Linked DNA regions of Mus musculus: regions 2 and 3 are each linked to region 1. A link is a contact called in public Hi-C and promoter capture Hi-C data. All regions are on one chromosome and are shown on one strand. Each heading gives the region's core, a stretch centred on a gene start, on an enhancer-like site or on the middle of the called end of the contact. The rest is flanking DNA. Distances are from core to core; before and after follow the strand shown. Region 1 holds the start of Rnaseh1 (ribonuclease H1). Region 2 holds the start of Nol10 (nucleolar protein 10). Region 3 holds the start of Pdia6 (protein disulfide isomerase associated 6).

What was found. Promoter capture Hi-C pulls out the DNA fragments that hold promoters and counts their contacts. A called contact is a pair of places that touch in the nucleus more often than the background predicts.
Region 2: a contact with region 1 is called in a promoter capture Hi-C map of pre-B cells. The contact joins the promoter of Nol10 here to the promoter of Rnaseh1 in region 1. A contact is called at or near these places in 1 of 39 promoter capture datasets (pre-B cells) and 2 of 484 Hi-C or Micro-C datasets (B cells and CD8 T cells).
Region 3: a contact with region 1 is called in a Hi-C map of B cells, with 5 read pairs. The contact joins the promoter of Pdia6 here to the promoter of Rnaseh1 in region 1. A contact is called at or near these places in 1 of 39 promoter capture datasets (cranial neural crest) and 1 of 484 Hi-C or Micro-C datasets (B cells).

Annotation. Positions count from the first base shown.
Region 1 is chr12:28,648,165-28,650,989 of GRCm38.p6, reverse strand. It overlaps Rnaseh1 (ribonuclease H1), which reads right to left and starts at 1,388. Exons shown (of 8, transcript NM_011275.3): 1 at 1,174-1,388. The coding sequence starts at 1,301.
Region 2 is chr12:17,346,813-17,349,890 of GRCm38.p6, reverse strand. Nol10 (nucleolar protein 10) reads right to left here and starts at 1,398. Exons shown (of 21, transcript NM_001008421.1): 1 at 1,272-1,398. The coding sequence starts at 1,337. Gm46336 (a long non-coding RNA gene) reads left to right here and starts at 1,489. Exons shown (of 2, transcript XR_001780553.2): 1 at 1,489-1,609.
Region 3 is chr12:17,265,295-17,268,300 of GRCm38.p6, reverse strand. It overlaps Pdia6 (protein disulfide isomerase associated 6), which reads right to left and starts at 1,712. Exons shown (of 13, transcript NM_027959.4): 1 at 1,650-1,712. The coding sequence starts at 1,668.

The DNA of each region.
Region 1 (2,825 bases), core at 139-2,638:
CCTCCTGAGTGCGGGGATTTAAAGGCTTGTGCCACTATGCCTGGCCCAGTGTCTTTTCTAGAGCAGGAGTTTTTAACTGAATGAAGTTTAACATACAAGGACTTTTCATGGATTATAGGTTTGGTGTTGTATGGTGAGTCAAAGGGATCTGCTGTCAATTCCTTGGGACAAAGGTCACACCTCAATTTGGTTTCATTTTACATGTTAAGACCTGACAGCCCATTCTGCTAAATGCCATCCAATCCAAATAGCATACTAATACCACAAGGTCTTCCACAACTCCAGCACATACTAAAATTTTGTTATCTTTAAGACTCAATCACAGAAAAAGGGTTGGCAGTGGATATATTTCTTCCTTAGTACTGTCTCAGCTGTGCCTAGGGAAACATCCAGGTCACAGGGACAACAAACCTTGATATTAGAAGTTAGCTGTCATATACTCCCAAACCTGGACTTAAGCCCCGATTCTGCCTCTCATTTGACCTGGGAACTGCCACAGTACCGGTGAAACTGAAAACTTCATCTTGCCTCCAAGGGCTGCGACATGGATCCAAAGGCAAAGACCAGCTTCTGGCTTGAGACTCTCCACCTCTCCCCCTCCCTCATCTCTTCCACAGCCCATGCTGGCCTCTAACTTGTAGTGATCCTCCTGCCTCCACCTCAACAGTGCTGGAATTACAAACATGTGACAACACATCTCACCACGATTTTCCTTCTTAAAAACAGTCGGGGATGAGGATGTAGCTCAGCTGCTGGCCTAGTATGCACAAGCCCTGGGTTCAAACACCTGCAGTACACAAATTGAGCATAACGGTGCCTATCTGAAATCCCTGCGTTTGGTTAGTGAAGGCAGAAAGACCAGAAGTTCAATTTGGCACATAATCGGCTCGAGAAAAGTCACCCAGTAGGTATGAAAAATGTTTAAAAGATGAAAACACGAGGAAGTTGGGCGTGGTGGCCCAAACCAATGAGCTCAGCAGTCTGGACTACATGAGGTCCTGTGTCAAAAAACAAAACACCCACACACAGGAACGATCAGAACGTGGGAAGCCTTGTGTAAATTCTGGCTGCGGTGACCATGTGTTCTCTTTGGGAGGATTTGACTACAACACGGAAGGGCTAAACGAGCTGTTAGGTGTTTAGAATAAAGGGCTCCGCCAGGCTCCGTCTCACCAACTCAGGAAGACTCCGGTCCTGCGGCCTCTCCTCACCGCATAGAACATCCCGAGCCCGCAAATGCCTCGCCTCAGGCGTACGACGGCCAGTGTCACTGTGCGGGACAGCGGCAGCAGCCAGCGCATCACTCACGCCAGCGCGGCAACCCACATTGCTGCCCGCGAGCCTCCCGCCGGCGAGCCGACACACTTCCGGCTCAGGAAGGTGACGTCGCGAGGCGCCCGTCGCGGAGAGGGGCGGGGCCGAGGATTGTGTCTTCGGTTTCTTAGACGTCGGTGGAGACGTTCGGCCTGGAGACAGAGGTGTTTCCCAGCTGCCGAGTGCCTAGTCCAATCCCAGCACAGCAAAACTGATTTGGAAGCGAGAGGAAGAGGGGAAAGAAGGAATGAGAGGATGATGGCCGAATGAGGGAATAGATGTGAAGACAATGAGCCCCTGTAAAACTACATCCCATATTCTAGGATGCCCAACTCTGCAGAATAGGGTTCCCCTCCCCTTTGCCAGCAATGAATGAGAAGATGTCATGAATACATAACAACACTCTGGCCATATAATTCTGGACTACATAGAATGAAGCAAGTCACTGTTGCAAACTGGGGAATCGTTTTTATAACCCAAAATCAACTAAAATTTTAAAATCTACTCCTTAGGGACTACCAAGGCGACTTTGAAAGTGAAGGCACTTGCCACCAAGCTTAACAACTCTCCCACAAGTTGTCCTCTGACCTTCGCACATATGCACCAATGATAATGCACGCACACACCAACACATAGATGCAATTTTAAAGTAATAAATGTATATTCCTTGAAGTCATGAGTATGAAAAGTTTTTCTAAATATAAAGAAAAAATAGGGAAGGGAAAATTTCCCTTTAATGGTTGTCTCTGATTGTTTGCCCTTCAGCCAGCTGTCGGTGTGGTTTGTAGAATGTAAAGCAACTCTACCCTTCTCTTTCCTTTAGAAATCAGTTGTTTATTTATGTATTACTTTAGTTCATGTGTATGAGTGTTTCGCTTGCATCTATGTTTGTGCCACAGACATACTTTCTGCCCACAGAGGTCAGGAAATGGCATTGGCTCCCCTGGGATTGGAACTCAAGCCTTTGCAAAAGCAGCCACTATTCTTAATGAGTGAGCCATCTCTCCAGCGCCACCAGAGTTTTTGTTTGTTTGTTTGTTTTTTAATATTTGAAGCCAGACATGGTGCCTCAAACCTATTATCCCAGTACTGTGTAGACTACAGCAAGAGGATTACTGCAAGTTCAAGGGCAGTCTTGGCTACACGATGAATCCTGGCACTGGAGATTGAAATTAGGGTCTCACATATATTGGGCATAGGCCCTGCCAGAACTTCCTCTCATCCCTTCTTTTTATTTCTATGTAGCAAGTATTAATGTCTATCAACTCAAATAAAACCTCAAAATACCAACAATATTCTAAAGTTTAAAAAAGGGGGTAAGAAAGAAAAAAAAAGAAAAAAAAAAAAAACAAAAGAAGGGGGTATGGATATATCCAGTGTCTCGGAAACCGGGTGTGGTGGTACTTGCCTGTCATCCCAGACTGAGGAGTCAGGGATAAGGAGACCAATAGTCAAGGTCATCCTTGGCTACATAACTGGGGCCAAGATACAAGACACTTACTTTTTCAAGA
Region 2 (3,078 bases), core at 149-2,648, about 11 Mb after region 1:
AAACTCTTGAAATGATGGGTTTTAATTTCTATATGGAGTGAGTGCACCCAATGTGTGTGCATATTCCTGTGTTAAGATAGAGTCACACAATGTAAGCTCTGTCGCCCAGGCTGAACACAAGCTCACAAATGTCCTGTCTCAGCGCCCTAAGCACTGGGATTATAAACGTGTCTCTTTGCCAGCCAAATGTATTTCTTACAAAGAATAGAAACAGACCTATGACTGGCCTAATAGACGACCCTGGATAAGAAGTGGTTTTTACCAGCACATTCACTGGAAGCTGATTTTCTTCTACAGGCAACAGTTGAATGAACAGCAACCAAAGCACTAGTCAGTTATCGTGACACTGAGTGGCTGGGTCTCTACCGGGACAATTTTGCTTCCCAGATGGCTTATGGCAAGTCTTTACATTTTAGTCTGTCATCACAATTGGATCTTGTAGGTATGGACCAGGGATGCTGGCAAACAACACTAGCAACAAGACTTGTCCAGCTTAAAACGTCAATAAATTTGAGGTTAAATGCCCCCAATAGAAAAAAAAATCCTTTCTAAAAGGGAAAAGTCAATGTACTATTCTTACTAGTTATGGCAAAATAATCTCTAAACATGTGAACTCACCTCCCTAGACCCTAAGTATACACCAAGGCAGTCTGCATTTGGAACAGGATGAGACTTTAAACAGACTAAGGGTGAGCCACAGTCCTCCTCTCTGCAGTCTGTGACTGTATTGCTCTGACTGTTTTCAGGCAATAAGGTTTTTAATTAAAGCACGTGAGAGTAGTTTCTAAACAGTTAGCACGTTCTTACACGTGAACCCAATGCAGGCAAAACAACGGTCTTGTCTTAGGGTTTTTATAGTGTGATAAAATACCATGACCAAACGCATCTTGGGGAGAAAAGAGTTTATTTCAGCCACACTTCTACATCACGGTCCATCACTGAAGAAACTCAAACAGGGCAAGAACCTGGAGGCAGGTGTTTATGCAAAAGCCATGGAGCAGTACTGTTTACTGGCTTGCTGGGCCTGCTTTCTTATAGAACCCAGAGCCATAGCCCAGGAACGGCACCACCAAGGGCTGAGCTCTTCCCCATCAATCATTAAGAAAGTGTCCTACAGCTAGATCTTATGGGGGCATTTTCTCAATTGAGATTCCCTCCTTCCAGTTAACTCTAGCTTGTGTCAAGTTGACATAAAACCAGCCACCACGGTCAGCCGATGGTAAGTTAGAGATACACGCTCCCAGGGCGATGGCGAGGGGGCGAGAACTCACCTCGGGAAGAGACTTGCCGCAGCTGAGGCTGTAAATCTTCACTTCGTTGAGGCTGGAGACCTGCATCGCAGCGCGGAGCAGCCGGAGCCCGGCACGCAGTCACAGAACGCCGGCCCACCCGAATACCCTAGCATCCAAACCCGAGGCGAACCGGCACAACGTGCGGGAACTGGCGCGAGCTGATGACGCACTTCCTGGCTCCGGAAGTGCGCGCTCACTAGGCTGCCCCAGGGCGGAGGCACTAGAGGCGGCAAGAGCGGGTCCGGGGAGATGTGCTCTGGGGTTGGAAAAAGCGAAAATGAAAAGAAAAATCGTACGAGAAAGCATGAGATGGGGAAGTGAGTTTGAACCTGATATCGTTTGAGACTAGAATGTGACAGTTATAACCACTTACCATTTTTAGGAAGTTCTGTTGTCCACATCAGAGGCCTTGGGATGACTTTCTAACAGCAGAGGACCCTCGCCAGTCTTTCTCTATATCCTCTTCCAAACACATTATGAAAAGACGAGTCTGGGAAAGAGAGAATGGTTAAGTAATGCTTTCTCCAAAGTCATGTGAAACCACTATCAAACCCTGGCTCCAGTCGACTCTTTGATAGGCACTTACGCTCTCATAGTCAGGGTCCACTCAAGCCCTCTCGGCAACTACGGTCGGGTGCTTTCATCTTCATTTGCCCCTGGGCCATGGCTCACTAGTTCCTGCTGGCTTTGCAAAGGCTTGTACTCTGGTGGAAGCCTTTTCTTTCTGAGCAGAGCGATCTGCTACAGAACTTTTCTGTGCTGTTTCTCTATCAAGTAGTGTTGGCACAGTCCCCGGACTCCCAGGTCTTAAGATGGTGCCATGTAGACACCACTCAGACCACCTTGTGCTGAGTTGCAGGTCCCTGTCAGCCCCTTAAAGTTCAAACAGCTGCTTCACTCCTTTCTGGGACGACTGATCTTTCCTCTGGGATCACCCATAGATGTGCTCAAGAATTTTTGACTTAGGTGATTGAAACAGTACCTTCTTGTGCTCGTATTCCAAATTAGACTGAGGAATTGCCAATTCCCAAGCGAGGCACAGTGACCCCCACCTAAAATTCTAGTGTCTAAAAGACTGAGACTGGAGAATTACCAAGGCCTGGATTACAGTCTCAACAAAAATAAATAAATAAATAAATGTATAAAGAGGTTAGAATCCCAAAACTTAGCGTGTAATATCTCAACTCAATCAAAAGTTATTTTGTGTCTTCAAAACTAGAAAATTCTCTGGCCTCCAGACCTTAGTTGTGATCTATTTATCACCACAATTGCCTGCCAGCACCATGACTGCCTACTTCTAAAACCAGCTTCCTTAATTCACTGTTCCACCATGCACTTTTTATTAGCTCAATGCTGTCTTCATAGTCACCTTGGCTAAATCTGTAGAGTAGCCCGTTTCTGCCTCTGGTTCCCATATTGAAGATCTAAACCTTGGCATCTCTGTAGTATTAAAAAAGGGAAGAATGAAAAAGGCTGGGCATGGTGGTGTGTGCATCCAGTCTCAGCACTTCAGAGAAGGCAAAAGGATGAGGTGTTGAAGATAATACCTATATAGTGAATTCAAGGCCACCCTGGGCAGAAGGCTCAGTAGGTAAAGGTGCTTGCCACCATGCTTGATGACCTGAGTCCTTGGAACCCACATGACAGAAGTAGAGAACAGACTTCTGCCAATTATTCTCCAGCCTCCATATACCCTCAGTGGCATGTTCATGTCCATAGACAAATAAATAAATACATAAACATTTTAAAAGAAAAATCAAAGCAAGAACATTGGACAGTTTGTTGA
Region 3 (3,006 bases), core at 463-2,962, about 11 Mb after region 1:
GTGGTGGCGCACGCCTTTAATCCCAGCCCTTGGGAGGCAGAGGCAGGAGGATGTCTGAGTTCGAGGCCAGCCTGGTCTACAGAGTGAGTTCCAGGACAGCCAGGGCTACACAGAGAAACCCTGTCTCGAAAAAAAAAGAAAAAAAAAAGAAATTGTCATGAATTCATATTTGTTTGATACACTGAGTCTTGTGAAAATTGAAAGGTAGAAAAAAAAGTCTAGTTATAGACACTTGGAAGGTAAAGTCATTACGGACTACCAATCATCTCCCATGTAACCTTGTTATAATCGACTTCTGACTGATGGCCACCCTAACTTTTAAGGTGCTTAGGTCTTAGACCTTTGATAGGGTAGCCATCTGTTAAGAGAAGCTCTCAAGGAACTAGGCAAAGTGTAAAGACAGAAGTCTTACTATATCAGCCATGGAAGAGGAATGCCTTCCTGAGGCATGGAGCCTCCATCCCTGTGGGAGCCTGCAGAGAACATGTTGCTCCCCTGATGCCCTAATGGCCAAGAGAAGTGGAACCACCCAGTTCTGCCTCAGCCTACCAACTGATGGCTCTAAGATGATCTAACAGGGTTAGGAAGAATCAAATACACTGTTCCTTGCACTTGCTCTCCAAGCAACAGCCCCACCCCCACCCGGGGTGGTGGTGGTGGTTTACTATGGCTGAATAGGTCAATGCTGACCCATCAAATCCTGCTTCTAAAATTCACATGGCCACTCTACACAGTGATAATGAGCACCACCGGGAAAAAAAGAACTCCCAGGGTCCACAATCTATGCGTGCAGATGGTTTTGCCATCTGTGGCTTCCCATTCAATCTCTGTAGCAGTTAAGGGTGTTATAAATTCACACCAGTAACATTTCTGCCTGGCAGCCGCTGGCAGCAGGGTAGCCAAAAAAAAGGCTGACTACCTTATTAAAATAATGAGTTAATTGATAGAATCACTTTTTCACAGGCACTCACTGGAAAACCAAAGATTAAATCTTTCCCTCTCATCTGCTCTCTACAGTAACCCAGAAAGTAGTATTTTTCTTGCTTACTCTCTTTAAATATGTACTATAGCTCATGGGGCGAACACGGTTGAAAAAAGCTGGCAGAGCAGTGAGAAAATATGCTCCGGGTCTCAACTAGTAAATGGAGGGAGAAGTGGTGTAGGGATCCACCTCCCTCTCCTACTTTCTAGCCAGGATCAGCTGAGTTAACTAATGTCAAAAACTATAGGCCCATTTACAAGGACAGCCGGGAGATGAGGGCCCCTCAGATTCGCCCACGAGTCGCTAAACATCATTCCCGGACACCTGGGTGGACGACCAAAGGCATTTTAAGTGCTCAGGAGTTGTGAGGCCTTGGTCAGTGGGCACTGCCCACTTCTAAGACACCTTCGGGACAGGCCTCTGCTATCTGCCTATAAAAGTGAAGGCTGAGCTGGACCGGAGGCGGACCGCACTCGTGGGGAGCAGAGGCTGCAAGTCTCCGACTCCCCGGGGCCTCCCGTAGTGGGCCCGACCTGGCCTCTCCCACCCAGCTCGCCGCGAAGTCCCCAGGCAGGCCCGGCAACTCGTCCCTCCACTCGGCCCTGCTTCGCGGCCCCGGCCCTTCAGGCTGCCTCCGACCGGCTTCCCACCACAGGCCCGCGCTTACCGAGCACCAGGCGAGCCATGCCGATCACCCGCATTCTGTCCGTGCCGCCGCTGCCTCGGCTCTGCCGCGCCCACGTCCCGCCCTCGGCTTCTAGCGGGCGGTGCGCCGGCGCGCGGAGGCGGGCCGGAAGGGCTCGCCACGCCGTGGCCGCCTTTCATTGGTCTCTGTGGACTTCGCTCATGTGCGTGGCCAATTGAAAGCGGCCGGGTAGAGGTTACCGGTTTGTTTTTTTTTCCTCGGGGGTGGGGGCGAGCGGAGTAGCGGAGCGGGGCGGGGCAGGGCGAGGATGGGCGGGGAATGAAGGGGCGGGGTCAGGGGACCTCCGGCCCTGTTCCTGCGGGGTACCCCTTGTTCCCCTAATTTTTTTCTGAGTTAACTGAAACAAAACAAAAAACCCAGGACTAAGGGGTCCTCATTTCTTCCTGGCTTTCATTCTTTTTCCTCTTTGCCTCTCTCGTGGCCCCTTCCAGCTCTCATTCCTTGAACTGTCCCTTTATGTCGGGAGAATAGTCCTAAGACTTCAGTGTGTTTGGGACCTTATTTATTCTTTTGTTCGCGGACTCAGCATTCAGTGAAAACCATTTGCCAAACTTATTCTGTATATAGTATCATTCCAAACTTTATTTTGTTAAATTGATTGCAAAGCCTTGTTCACTCATGTGCCCCTAGACCCTCAGAGTATAAACTGCGGGGTTTATCGTTCTTGGCTCTGGGGGTGAGGGCTAAAATGTATTGCTTTGCAATATTTACAAAGGTGTTTAAGGCTAACAGAGTGAGACACAATAGAAAAATAATGGCAGGGGATGCCTTTCTGTTGGTGTGCTTGAGTAACATGCGTGAAGCCCTGGCTAGGATCCCTAGCACCACAGAAACACAGCATGGTGACTATGGTGGCTAGTTTTATGGCAACTTGACTCAAGCTAGAGGAAACCTCAAAAACAACAAAAAAAAAAGCTTCTATAAGATCCAACAGTAGGACATTTTCTCAATTAGTGATTGAAAGGGCCCAGCCCATTGTGAGTGGTGCGGTCCCCGGACTTGCGGTCCTAGGTTCTATAAGAAAGCAGGTTGAGGGTAAGTCCTGAGCAGCGCGTCAGTAAGCCACATCTCTCCGTGGCCTCTACTTCAGCTCCTGCCTCCGGGTTCCCATCCTGTTTGCCTTCCTGCCCTGACTTTCTTGAATAATCAACATGGAAGGATAAACCAAACCCTTTCCTCCCCAAGTTGCTTTGGTCATGGTGTTTCATCACAGCTACAGTAACCCCAACTAAGACAGTAACACACCTGTAGTGCCAGCGCTAAAGAAAAGGAAGCAAGAGAATTAGGGGTTCAAGGCCAGCTTTGGCGACACAGTCAG